Regions from separate parts of the Sus scrofa genome. Here regions 1 and 2 are each linked to region 3. A link is a contact called in public HiChIP or PLAC-seq data. All regions are on one chromosome and are shown on one strand. Each heading gives the region's core, a stretch centred on a gene start, on an enhancer-like site or on the middle of the called end of the contact. The rest is flanking DNA. Distances are from core to core; before and after follow the strand shown.

The links. HiChIP or PLAC-seq counts read pairs in DNA pulled down with a chosen protein or histone mark.
Region 1: a contact with region 3 is called in an H3K27ac HiChIP or PLAC-seq map of alveolar macrophages. The contact joins the enhancer-like site here to the promoter of ACADS in region 3. A contact is called at or near these places in 5 of 5 promoter capture datasets (fetal liver, fetal skeletal muscle, liver and 1 more), 17 of 47 Hi-C or Micro-C datasets (adipose tissue, blood, brain and 8 more) and 2 of 2 datasets of contacts at active chromatin or transcription factors (alveolar macrophages and skeletal muscle).
Region 2: a contact with region 3 is called in an H3K27ac HiChIP or PLAC-seq map of alveolar macrophages. The contact joins the promoter of SRSF9 here to the promoter of ACADS in region 3. A contact is called at or near these places in 1 of 47 Hi-C or Micro-C datasets (embryonic fibroblasts) and 1 of 2 datasets of contacts at active chromatin or transcription factors (alveolar macrophages).

The regions. Positions count from the first base shown.
Region 1 is chr14:40,842,228-40,846,679 of Sscrofa11.1, reverse strand. All of the region lies in intron 3 of SPPL3 (signal peptide peptidase-like 3), which reads left to right. Among named protein-coding and RNA genes, the nearest start is that of HNF1A, 24 kb to the left of the region's middle. Within about 2 kb of position 2,634, at least 6 of the 83 cell types and tissues checked have an H3K27ac peak or open chromatin away from gene starts, as enhancers often do. A contact at or near this core is called in alveolar macrophages, where this site is marked.
Region 2 is chr14:40,432,548-40,437,477 of Sscrofa11.1, reverse strand. It overlaps SRSF9 (serine and arginine rich splicing factor 9), which reads left to right and starts at 3,528. Exons shown (of 4, transcript NM_001195566.1): 1 at 3,528-3,743. The coding sequence starts at 3,556.
Region 3 is chr14:40,640,497-40,645,005 of Sscrofa11.1, reverse strand. It overlaps ACADS (acyl-CoA dehydrogenase, C-2 to C-3 short chain), which reads right to left and starts at 2,091. Exons shown (of 10, transcript NM_213898.1): 1 at 2,042-2,091; 2 at 554-717. The coding sequence starts at 2,087.

The DNA.
Region 1 (4,452 bases), core at 1,385-3,884, 200 kb before region 3:
TAGCCTGGGAACTTCCCTATGCCATGAGTGCGGCCCTAAAAAGAAAAAAATGTATATAAAACTAACACCGTTGTATGTTATATATGAAGGATGTTAAGAGTAAAATCCTAAGAGTTCTCGTCACAAGGAAAAAATAATGTTTTTCTATTTCTTTAATGTTTTTTCTCTATGAGATGAGAAAACTAAACTTATTATGGTCATCATTTCATGATATATGTAAGTCAAATCATTGCACTGTACACCTTGAACTTACACAGTGCTGTATCTATTATATCTTAATAAAGCAGGAAGAAAAAAAATAAGCGTGCTAATCCCATTTATGAAGGCTCTGCTCCCTTGACCTAATCACATCCTAAAAGCCCAATCTATCACCATCATCCTGGGTGTTAGGATTCCAACATGTGAATTTGGGGGAGACACGTACAGATTATAGCACCTTTCTTGACACCAAAAGATAGGATTCCCCTCCTCCCAACAAAAACCGTTATGTAAGAACTTAAACCTGGGAGTTGTGTTGTGGCGCAGTATTAACAAACCCAACTAGTATCCATGAGGATGCAAGTTCAATCCCTGGCCTTGCTCAGTGGGTTAAGGATCCAGTGTTGCTGTGAGTTGTGTTGTAAGTAGCAGACGCGGCTTGGATCTGGTGCTGCTGTGGCTGTGGTGTAGGCTGGCAGCTGCAGCTCTGATTCGACCCCAGGCCTGGGAATTTCTATATGCCAGGAGTGAAGCCCTAAAAGACCAAAAAAAAAAAAAAAAAAAAAACTTAAACCTGCAAAACAGATTTGTTTATTCATTCTGCAAATACTTACATCTGGTGTGTGACAGTCTTAACAGTTGATGGGCTCACTACATGCCAAAACATCCATCAAGTCGAGGGGCCTTGGGCTGGTTGCCCGTGAGTCAACCCTGGAAGAGGCCCCAAAATTTGTTGCCAAAACTCGGCCTCTCTCCACTGATGCTGAATAGAAACACAGAAACAGAGTTTTGGGTGAAAAAGTTTTGGGTGTTGCTTTGCCAGGCAAAGGAGGCCACAGCAGGGGAGTTCCGTCATGGCTCAGTGGTAACAGTTTCCATGAGGATTCAGGTTTGATCCTTGGCCCTGCTCAGTGGATTAAGGATCCAGTGAGGATGCCATGAGCTGTGGTGGACGCAGCTTGGATCCTGCATTGCTGTGGCTGTGGTGTTGGCCAGCAGCTGTAGCTCTGATTTGACCCCTAGCCTGGGACCTTCCATATGCTTCGGGTGCGGCCCTAAAAAGCAAAAACAAAGAAATAAACAAACAAACAAAAAAACAGCCACTACCTAAAACCCAGAGATTTTCTGTAGTCAATTTATTTACAATAAATAAATAAACAGAAGCCATAGCAAGCTAATGCCTTAAAGACTGTTCCCTCCCTTGGGAGAGAGATTAGGAAGTGGTTTTATAGTTCGGGAGTAGAAAATAGGGCCACAGATAAGGATCAGGGTAGATGCAAGCTTTTATTCTTCTTCAAAGCTGGTGTTCAGTGGCTCCAGGACTGGTTCTGGTGGTCCTCTTTCATTCTGTAAGGAAGAAGCCTTCATCAAGTCGTTAACATTGTTGGGGGGTTTGAGTTCTGCAGACCCAAGAGCTCAAAGATATTGTTATGGGTATTCCTTGAGGGGGAACCAGGTCCCTACCCCAAGGCTGCACTGCTGTTGCTTGACTGCTCCTCCCTTGTCTCTGCATCCCCTCCCTTCCCTGAACAGCAACTGTTTGAATCTGCTCTTTGGAACTCTGGGAAGGTCTTGGAGGCTGAGGCTTATTCCCTCAACACAAGAAATGGGGTCCTGCTTGGTTTCAGTAAGGGCTTCAACAAGTGAATGGGGGTGAGGGGAGCCACAAACCTTCAGTTCATAGTGGTTCCCATTCCCATTCCCATTTTTTTTTTTTTTTTTTTCCTTTTTCTAGGGCCACACCCGCAGCATATGGAGATTCCCAGGCTAGGGGTCGAATCAGAGCTGTAGCCACCAGCCTACACCACAGCCATAGCAACACCAGATTCAAACCACGTCTGCAACCTACACCACAGCTCACCGCAATGCCGGATCCTTAACCCACTGAGCAAGGCCAGGGATTGAACCTGAAACCTCATGGTTCCTAGTCAGATTTGTTAACCACTGAGCCATGACAGGAACTCCACCATCCTCATTTTATAAACAAGAAAAATAAAGCAGCAGGCACAGGCAGTGGTAAAGAAAATAGATGCTCTCCTCACCCTCCCGAGGTTACAGTTTGGTGGGAGAGGCTGATATGAAATTACAAAATGCTGTCATCTCTGTGGATGAAAGCAGGGGGAGTTACGCAAGCCTAGGGAAGTGGAACTCCATCTGGTTTAGGGAGTCAGAGAAAGGGACTTTCCTGGGGAAGTGCTGGATGAGCTGAGAGGGGTGTGGAGTGGAAGGCCCAGAGGCAGACAGGAGCAAGGCATGTTCTAGAAACTGAAGGCATGCGGACATTGTGCCGAAAGGCAACGGAGACCCCAACGGAGGAAAATGGCTGAATTGGGGGTGTGTTTTGAAGATGGGTCACTCAAGGGGACAGAGAGGAGCAGGGGACAGCCCAGCACGAGTGCCTGTGTCCCTCAAACTACTGATGGGAGAAAAGCAGAACAGCAGCAACGGTGACAGCCCTGGCAGCGTCACTGATACCCCAGCCTGAGCTGCTCTGGGACTCAGAAAGTCTTAGATTTTGAGGGCTCCTCAATGGCTTATTGGCTGTGTGTCCCTCTGCAAATGGCTTGCCCTCTCTGGGCCTCTGGGTCTCTGGATGGACTGGGAGAGGTAAGGCTGCAAGGCTCTGAGCTGCCTTCTCAGCATTTCTCAGCAGGCCCTGGGCTGCCCTGAAATTTCAGCAGTCTGCGTGCCATTGCCTTTTCCTCCTGGCTTCTGAGTCCCCAGGGCAAAAACCAGGCCCCACCCAGCCAACTCCAGCTCTTAAACACAGCCCTTCTTAGGAGAGCATTTCCCCTCCCCCAGGATCTCACTGCTTCTTGAGCCCAGGCTTGTCCAGGATTACTCCAGGTGCTTGTGTTTGCTAAATTCAAATCCTGCTTCTACCACATCCTAGCTATGAACTTCGACAAGGGACCGGCATCTCTGAACCTCAGTTTTACCATCTGCATCATGAGGATTTGTTGGGATTCAGTGAGATCTTACAATACACAGTGTTCAACCCATGTTTGGGGCACAGCAACCCCAAATAACTGTTTTCTTTTCTTTTACTTTTTTTGATTTTTAGGGACACACCTGAGGCATATGGAGGTTCCCAGGCTAGGGGTCCAGTCGGAGCTACAGCTCATGGCAATGCCAGATCCTTAACCCACTGAGCAAGGCCAGGGATCAAACCCACAACCTCATGGTTCCTAGTTAGATTTGTTTCTTCTGAGCCATGACTGGAACACCAACTGTTTTCTTTTCTTTTTTTTTTTTTTGCCTTTTGTCTTTTTAGGTCTCCACCGGTGGCATTTGTGTGTGTGTGTTTTCATTTTTAAAAGACATTTAATTATATAATATTCAACACATGTCATATAACATATTCATTCCAAAAACATTTATTTTTTGTTTTTTGGCCTCACATGTGGCATGTGGAAGTTCCCGGGTCAGGGATCAAACCCGCACCTTAGTGGTGACCCGAGCCACTGCAGTGACAACACTGGATCTTTGACTTGCTGTGCCACAAGGGAACTCTCAGAAACATTTACGAAGGATCTGCTGGATACCAGTCCCCGTTGTAGATGCTGAGGGTACAGCAGGAACTTAGATCTAATTGCTGCCTTTGTGAGCTTACCTTGTAGAAAGATCGATAGACAATATGCAAATAAAAACTGATACTCTTTTCATCTCTCACATGGTAGTAAGTATTCCAGGAAAATTTAAATTAGGAAAGAAGTACAAGGGAGCACAGAGTGAATGATAAGGGGTATAACTGTAAAGACTGTAACCTTAAAAATCTTCACTGAAGAGGTGACCTTTGGACAAAACCCCTAAATACGTTATAAAACATAATCACAAAATAAACATCATCCATGAGCCCACCTCCTAATTTATGAGCTGGAGCATTATCTCTTCTGAAGCCATGATTTGATTTGATTTGATTTTTTGTCTTTTTGTCTTTTCTAGGGCCACACCTGCAGGATATGGAGGTTCCCAGGCTAAGGGTCCAGTCGGAGCTGTAGCCACCAGTCTATGCCACAGCCACAGCTACGCCAGATCCAAGCCGCATCTTCGACCTACACCACAGCTCTCGGCAAAGCCGGATTCTTAACCCACTGAGCAAGGCCAGGGATTGAACCCGCAACCTCATGGTTCCTAGTCAGATTCGTTAACCACTGAGCCATGACAGGGACTTCTGATTTTTTCTTTTTTTTTTTTTTTTTTTTTTTTTTTTTTGCATTGCTTTCCCCACATTGGATGGAAACCCTGGAAGCA
Region 2 (4,930 bases), core at 2,279-4,778, 210 kb after region 3:
GTTGAATAACCAGATGAGCAAAGGCTCAAAAGGGTGTTCCTGTCTAGTATCTCTGGCCTGAGCAAAGAATGGGTCCATGGGTCCCTTAAACATGAGGCCACAATTTTGGTTTCATTTGGGTTCCAACTCGCAAAGATTAGTACCTGGGCTCACAGAAACAAAATCCACCTTGGGTTTCCCTGGATGATCACAAATGACTCCAAGCAATTTAGCTGTCTTCCTCCTAATCCAGAAAGGCTATGCCTGTCACATCCTCACATTTGGGCACATCTAGGCTAGGTATGAACCCCTTTGGTGATGGCAAGCTGCAAGATTTTGCATAATACAAGCTGAATCATTACTGTTTATACCTGAAGTCCTATTAGGTCACTTAGCTGACTCCACTTCTCTCTCCCTAAGAGACAACCCAACTGTCTTCAACAGCACTTTCCAGGCAACAATCATGTGGGAGTGGTAGGACTCAGAGGGTGGTGTTAAAATATCTAAGCACAGGAGTTCCCTGGTGGCTCAATGAGTGTTTCACTGCTGTGGTGAGGGTTCAATCCCTGGCCCCAGGACTTCTGCATGCTGTGGGCATGGCCAAAACAGTATATGTGTGTACACACACACATACACACTTAATCACACCCCCTCCAAATGAAGAAGCATCTGGACTTTAGGAGGCCTTTAGAATATGTAAGCTCCTATATACTCTGGCCAGGGCTCTTTCCTGCTTGCCTTCTTAAGATTAGCAAAGAACAGCTAGAAGCTTTACATGATCCCGAACCCAACAGATGGTTCTGTTTTATTTTAGCAATAATTTATTGTTTTATTCCAAGTACGAAAGTAGTACATGCTAATTACAGACAATTTCACAAACACAGAAAAGCACAAATAAAAATACAGAGATCATTTCCAGCAGGAGATATCACCACAAACATTTGGAAGGTTATTTTCTTCTTCTTCTTTTTTTTTTTTTGTTACAAGCAATGAAAACGATGTATTCTCTTGTACAGAACTGAATAATAAAGGCATAACATTTCCTTTTTTTCCCCCCAGAATATAAAAATGAAACACAGTTGCAATAACAATCTTCAACTTTACTGAGATGTATGACACTTAAACTGAAAGTCCCCACAATGGCATTCTTTGACCAGTTTAATAGATTCCTTCAGAATATATACTTATATGTGTATATGTACACCACTTTAAACTCATTTTAATTATAACTAAATTAGCATGAACTTAATATACTTCAAAACATTTAATACTTAACATTCAATATTATTGTTTGAACCACTCCCTTATTATCAAGGTTTAATGTTTTTAATTGCTCAAAATGCAATGAACATACAAAATTTATTGAGAATTTATGTCCTTGTGATAAAATCCTATAGTGCAATTACTGGATCAAGAGGTATATGAATATGGTCGGGGCCTGATATATACCATCAATCTGTCTTCCAAAAAGGCTATTATACACTAATAGTTATGTGTGGATGACTAATATTTTTTTTACCACACTTGTGGCATGTGGAAGTTCCCAGGCTAGGGATCCAACCTGGAGCCACAGGAGTGAAAATGCCGGATCCTTAGCTGTTAGGCCACAGGGAACTCTGAATTTTTTGTTTATTTGTTTGATTTTTTTTTTTTTTTTTTTGGCAGCATATGGAGTTCCCAAGACTCAGATCCCAGCCTCAGTTGCGACCTATACCAGATCCTTTAACCCACTGTGCAGGGCTGAGGATTTTACCTGCATCCCAGAGCTCCAGAGACACCACCAATCCTGCTGCACCACAGTGGGAACTCTTGTTTGTTTGATTTTTAAAGGCTAAGAGATGGTATAACTACAAATCAACTACATTGAGATTAAATATTGGGTTTTATTCTCTTGCTTCTGCTGGCACTAATGGAATATGTTTATATTTCCTAACTCCCCCCATTTTGTTTGTTTACTCATTGCTTTTTAGGGCCACGCCTGGCAGCATATGGAAGTTTCCAGGCTAGGGGTCAAATCAGAGCTGTAGCTGCCAGCCTACACCACAGCCACAGCCATGCCAGATCTAAACCCAGTCCGAAACCTATATCACAGCTCAGGGCAACCACGGGATCCTTAATCCACTGAGCGAGGCCAGGGATGGAACCTGCATCCTCATGGATACTAGTCAAATTCATTTCCACTGAGCCAGGACAGGAACTTCTCCCGCATTTTATTAGGAAAGTTTTCAAATATACAGAAGGGTTGAAAGAATGGTACAGGGAACACACTGAATACACCCGTCATCTAGATTCTACAGTTAACATTCTGCTGCGTTTACTTTCTCACATATCTACCCATCCAACAATTCAGAGGTTTCATTTTCAACATGAAACATCTTTCTAGATCAAGACTCTTTAGATGCAAGGCCTCATTCTTTTTTTTTTTTTTTTAAGGGCTACACGCGTGGCATATGGAGGTTCCCAGGCTAGGGGTCAAATCGGAGCTACAGCTGCAGGCCTACACCACAGCCACGTCTGCGACCTACACCACAGCTCAGGGCAACGCTGGATCCTTAACCCACTGATCGAGGCCAGGCATCAAATCTGCATCCTCATGGATGCTAGTCAGATTTATTTCCGCTGAGTCAGGATGGAGAACTCCAAGGCCTCACTCTTTTAACGTCAGTGCTTTGCACTATGGAATGTAAATGTGGAAACGTTCCAAAGTACGGGACTACCTTAAGCTCCTGAGCTTCTGAAGGACTCAGCGCGCAGGCTGGAAGCGTAGCCATGGGTTCTAAACCCAACCCCATTAGGATACACACGTTTTCTCACCTGTGACATTGCAATCCCTCCATGCTGGGTGAGGATTAAAAGCACAGATCTTGAGAAGCACTCTATAGTGACGGTCGCTATAGTTTTGTTTCTTTTACTTCCTCCTAGTCTCCGATAAGCTTCGAGTCCAAGCTACCGGGCCCACCTCAGGTCCCTCACATCCATTTTAGCCCGCCTTACACCCTTAGTTCTAAGCAACAGTAAAATAGGGACAGGGTGGCCCGGAAGGCTACAGACCTGAGGCTGAGGGCCGCGATGGCTGCTGGGGGGTCGCCCTGAGGCCCCGGCCGACTTCCTCTCTCCGGCGCCCCGCACGCGGAGTGACGGCCCGCGGGGGTTGCCCTGGTTTCTACACCCTCGTCATATCAGTAAGTGCTCACAAAAGCCTATGAGGTAGACAGCGCTACATAGGGAGAAAACTGAGGCCCAGGAAGCCTGAGTCACTTGCCCAAGTCCACGCAGCTGGCGAGTGACTGAAGTGAATCCAAAACGCCCGACTCCAAGGTCTCGCTCTCTCCAGCCGCCAGGGTCCCACTTTGCACCTACAGGGGGCGCCGGCTTGCACGCACGCGCAGTCGTTGTGGCCGCGTCCCCTTTAAGAGGGTTCCTTTTGCCTCCTCCGACCCCTTCGCTTCCGCTCGCCTTCCCACAATGCTGTGCGGCTGAGTGCCTCCGAGCCCGCGGGGACGCTGCGGGGGGACCCCGGCTGAGGCGGCGGCGGCGACGTGGGCTGCGGCGGGCCCGCGGCGTCGGGCGGTGCGGATGTCGGGCTGGGCGGACGAACGCGGCGGCGAGGGCGACGGGCGCATCTACGTGGGGAACCTTCCGACAGACGTGCGCGAGAAGGACCTGGAGGACCTGTTCTACAAGTACGGCCGTATCCGCGAGATCGAGCTCAAGAATCGGCACGGCCTCGTGCCCTTCGCCTTCGTGCGCTTTGAGGACCCCCGGTGAGGCCCCCGCACCGCCCGCCGGCCTAAGGCCCTGTGCCCCCTCCTTCCCTCATCCCCCATCCCTTTCCCGGGCCTCCCCTCCCTCCGCGCCGTAGACCCTTCACGGCGCCCCCGGGTGGAGGCTGAGGCCTCTCACCGCGGGACTCTGGGCCGTCCTTTAATCCGTCGTCACTTCCTCTGTTATTATTTTTTACTTTACTTAAAAACATAAAAGGCGGACCTTGTGAGGACCCAAGCCCGCCCAGACAGGCCTCCGCGATAGTACAGACGGGCGTTCTCTCCCTCACAGCCGGACAAGCACCCTTCGCGGGTAGCGGCCCAAGGCTTGAGAAGCTTGGCCCCTGAGCTGGCCCGGGAGAGGACTGGGTGAGGAGCAGAAGTAGTCGGTCGCCCTCCCTGGCCACCCCACCCCCAGCTGGAACTCTCCGTTGGCAGGGAGCTTGGTGCGGGAGTATGGATGCCTTTCGAGGGGGCTTTTGATGGAACAGATCGCCAGCCTCAGGGACTCGTTCTTATAAAAGCATCAGGGATTTGGGGAAACTTCTAAAACAGTCTGTTGGCATCTCTGATGTCACTCTGTCTTCTCTATTGCGGGAGGCAACTCTGGATGCTAAGGGCCCCGGGGAGTTGGAAGCTCTCGATCCTGAAACCAGCTCGAAGGAATCTTTGGTTTTGTAAAGAGTGTCGGCCCTTGGCCCAGAAAAGGCCTGAGGACTTTCAAAACTGAGGTTGGTGGTTCTTAGAAGTCACTGCACTGTGCTGCTTACCTCACTCGGGGTAAATCCAAACCCGTTCTCCATTTTTTAGCATTGTCTCAGGAAGCACGTTGCCTAGTCTGTGCCCTGTGGGCTTCACTCCGAAGACTGCCCCTGGGTCCGGGGTGGTGGTAGGAGGCAAGGGGAGCCTCGGGAGATGGGGAGGCAGGACGCATCTTGAGGTTTTGATGGCTGAAGATTCTGACAGTTCATCCCTAGTGTCTTATCATTTGCCTCAAAAGTGAAACTAGGCATCTTCACACCTAAGGTGGAAAAGGTTGCAGTTCTATTAATTAGTAATACAGTTCTAGGATTTTTTTTTTTTAACTGATGCTATGTGTCATACACCATGTTATGTATTATTTAGCATTTTCAACAGCCTATAAAATGGGTGCTTTTAATCACATTTTACAGATGAGGAAACTGAGG
Region 3 (4,509 bases), core at 842-3,341:
CCAGGGGATGGATAGGAACATCTCAAAGGTGTAATTACAAGCAGAGTGATACAATGGCATGGAAAGGAGGGACTGACTGGGATCTCAGCAGCTGGCAGCAGACAGACCTGGACTTGAGCCTTAGCTCTGCAGTTCATTAGCTCCATGATCTTGAAACTCCTCAATCTGAGTTGCATCAACTGGACCATAGGGTATATAGACATCTTCACCACGTGAGAATGTGAGAAAGAGATGAGCTAACCCATCTTGGCACTCAGAACAATGCCCAACATGGGGTCGGCATTTTATCAGCCTTAACTATTATCATCAGCACAATGCCCGGTATACAGTAAGCATAGCAACACCTACCATTATTATTATTCCAGAAGTCACATGCTGGCTATAGGCCTCGAGTGGGTCAAGAGAAACTTCCCAAGCAATTGCTGGGTCCCTGGACCCCACTCCTGCTTAGGGTTCCTCGACTGGAGGAGTCTCAGTGCCTCTGTCACTGTCATCAGTCATCCTAGGACCGAAGGCAGATCCCATCATAGGCTGCTGAGGTTGGAACTCTCACCTGAGCCTCCGGGAAGCGATGTTCCTTGTCCACCTGGGCTGCAATGGGAACCAGCTCCTTCTCGGCAAAATCCCGGCATGTCTGACGCAGCATCTGGTATGTCTCAGGCAGTTCCACAGACTGGAAGATGGTATGCAAGCGACGACAGTCCCGAGGCCAGAGAGCTGCCAGTGAGAAGAACAGGAGTCAGTGGAAGGGGGACCCAAGAGGTCTTGTGTAATAATAATAATAACAAGAGTTCCCACTGTGGATCCTCTGACTAGTGTCCATGAGAATCCGGGTTCGATCCCTGGCCTCACTCAGTGGGTTAAGGTTCCGGTGTTGCCATGAGCTGAGGTGTAGGTCGCAGAGAAGGCTCAGATCCCCCGTTGCTGTGGCTGTGGCTGTGGCCAGCAGCTGCAGCTCCAATTTGACTCCTAGCCTGGGAACTTCCATGTGCCACAAGTGTGGCTCTAAAAACACAAATAATAATAAGGATCCACTAACTGGGTGGTTCTCCAACACAGACGATATTCTCCCCCAATAGCAGAGTAGAATGCTATTGGTATGGAGTGTCTAGAGGCCAGAAACACTGCTTAACACTGTACAGGACAGATACTACAACAAAGAATTATGGGCTCCAAATATCAATAGCACTGCTGTTGAGAAATGAACTGAATGTTTACTCTGCTTACTAAACACTTTGTACAACCATCCGACTCAGTTGTCAATACAACACCAATAATAAGAGCACAGCTCTGTGACCTGAGGCAAGGATCTTAACCTCACTGAGCCTGGGTTTTTCTAAAATGCAGAAGAAAACAGCATTCAGCTCCTGGGCTGGGAGGGCAAAGAGTCACTAACTATAGCACTCAGCACAGGCTCTGGCAGAGACAGCTCTCAATGAGGGTTCCCTTTATTGTTTGTATTTGGGGTAAGTGGGTCTTGACCAGGCTAAGGAAGCCCTGGCCACAAGTGTCACTGCTGCCACTGCTGGAGAGAAATGAAAATATGGGAAAGGTACTGCATGAAATCATCAACGAGCGCTAATACTTACTGAGCACCTGTAATATGCCAGCACTGTACTAGTGTTTTACCTACTCTGGGATTTAATCCTTATAACAGCCCTATGAGAATAACAGTAATACACTGGCCATTTTAGACATGGGGCAGCTGAGGCTGACAGGGGCTGAGCGTCTGCCAAAGGTCACATATTCAGAGTCTGGGTTCAATTCCAGGCCTGGCTTCTAAAGAAGGGCGCACCTTCAAGCTCCGCGGAGGGTCAACGAGGGAAAGGGGATGTGGATGCAGCGGTGGGAATTGGGATAGCGGTCAGAGAAGGGGTGAGGTTACGCAGGCGCGAGGAGCAGCCTAACTGGGGCAAAGGCCGCGCGCAACCAGAGGAGAATCACCCGCAGGCCGCAGGGGAGAACAGATCGCCGGGACGCAAGCCCGACGGCGGACAGGGTCGCGGTCCCTCCCCACTGTGTGGAGGCGGATTGCACTCACCTCCGCGGACAGGGCCGCAGGCTCGGGCGAGCAGCGCGGCAGCCATGAAGGACTGAGACCGGAGTCAGGTGACAATACTGCACTGCTACCCGGAGACCTCTCAACAGTGAGCAAGGTTCCGGGTCGCGGGGGGCGGGGCCGGCGCGAGCCAAAGGCCACGCCCCTCAGGCATCGGGGGCGGGTCCTCCCGAGTCCCGCCTCCCTCCCAGGAGCTAAAATTTAACTGTCCCGCTTTCGGAGTGCACTCAGGATTTTTAAACTCTTCGAGGGTGGGCTGATCTCTCCTAAAATCCAGTTTAGCTGAGTGAGATGCCCTCTGGGGCCTATGCCCTCTACTTCCCCGACTCCGCGCCCACCACGCACTTGCTATCCTTGCTCCAACCTCACGCAGTAAAAATGTCTGTAAAGCCCCAGGCTAGCATTATGGTTCGGCTATGTAGGCGTTCATAGTTAGTGTTTGCGAGGCAGAATATCATAGAGGATGTTAAGCCGTGGCCAGTTATTAGAGCTGTTGCTCCTATAAAGCTTCATGGGGTTTGGATTAGGATTGCTGCAATTACAAGTGCTATATGACTTAACTGATGAGAAAGCGACTAGGGATTTCAAGTCGGTTTGGTGTAAGCAGGTTGAGCTGGTTATGATTATGCCTCAAAGGGAGAGTATTAAAAATGGTAGGCTGGAGTTCCCATCGTGGCACAGTGATTAACGAATCCGACTAGGAACCATGAGGTTGCAGGTTCGATCCCTGGTCTTGCTCAGTGGGTTAAGGATCTGGGATTGCCATGAGCTGTGGTATAGGTTGCAGACGCAGCTCAGATCCTGTGTTGCTGTGGCTCTGGCATAGGCTGGCGGCTACAGCTCCGATTAGACCCCTAGCCTGGGACCTCCATATGCCGCAGGAGTGGCCCAAGAAATGGCAAAAAGACAATAAAAAAAAAAAAAAAAAGGTAGGCTATAAAGTTTGTTAGTGGGTTAAGAATGGTGGTTACCTGCAGTATGTAGTAGCCTCCCAGTTTTAGCAGGACAGCTGCAGGTACTATTGAGCCTACTCATGGGGCAGCTCCAGCACCTCTGTCAGGTTCCTGCCTCTGGCCTTTTGCAGTCATCCTTCCCTCAGCTAGAGCGCTCCTTCCCTTCATCACTCACTGAGACCTCCCCTGACTTCGGGATGCCAGTGTTTCCTCCCACACACTCTCCATCCCATTATTGTATTTATTCCTGGTAGGTAGCACCCGAAATCTTATCAAATCCCCGCCTATTCTTGTGCCAAGAGGTTGCAAGGGAGTTGGGTTGCTGGGAGGAAGATTTCTTTCCCTCAAAGGGCATGAAGGTAGGGTGGCACTGCTGCTTCCCTGTCCTGGTATGGTCTCACTCCTACCTGTGGGGCAGAGGCCCCTCGGGAACAGGGGTCACTGTGCTCTTGTGCCCTGCCTTTGGTCCTTAGCATCCACCATGGACATCTTCACCCTGCCCAAGAAACTGGCAATTTCACTTGTCCAGCAAAGGTTTCCATTGTCACAGGTATAAGTCAGACTTCCAAGGCTCCCGGGCATGACCCATGTGCACCCAGGCATCCATACATCCCTCCAGCTGCCTTTTCTTCCCCCACAACTCAGCCAGGTGTCTGTCCCCAGCACTGACCCACATGTCAAAAGTTCTGTCTTCCTTCAGTACTTTGCTCTGCTTCCTGTAGATCAATCAAAAATGAGACAGTCTTTCAAATGTTACCTTGTATTTAAAAGAAATGCATTCAAAGGAAAGCCCATAATCTATATAGTTCTTTAAAGCCAACGAATGACTATCACAGGAAAATTGTCTGAGGCTTCTTCACTTTTTATTGCCCTACCCAGGCACCAGCCCTGAGTGAAAGAAAAGAGGAAGTGATCTTGGAGAAACGGCATGAGTGATGGCTTGGAGCGAGATCTTAGTTTTCTGCTCGGGAATTGAACCTGGGCAGCCTGGATGAAAACCAGGAATCCTAGACACAAGCTAGAGGCTAAAAGTAGAACTTCCCTGATTCTTGCCCCCTGTTGAAAGCAAGAGTGTTTCAGGGAGGCAAAGACTGTGAAATGGATATAAAGTTTATTGTTAGAGACACAGTACAGCATGTGGGAGAGCAGAAAATAGTAGTGTTTTTTTTGTTGTTGTTGTTTTGGGGTTTTTTTTTTTTTTGTCTTTTTGCCATTTCTAGGGTTGCTCCCGCGGCATATGGAGGTTCCCAGGCTAGGGGTCGAATCGGAGCTGTGGCCACTGGCCTACGCCAGAGCCACAGCAACGCTGGATCTGAGCCGCGTCTGCAACCTACACCACAGCTCACGGCAACGCCGGATCCTCAACCCACTGAGCAAGGGCAGGGATCGAACCCGCAACCTCATGGTTCCTAGTCGGATTCGCTAACCACTGCGCCACGACGGGAACTCCCAGAATAGTAGTTTATTTAAGTCTAAAACAAAAACGTAATACACACC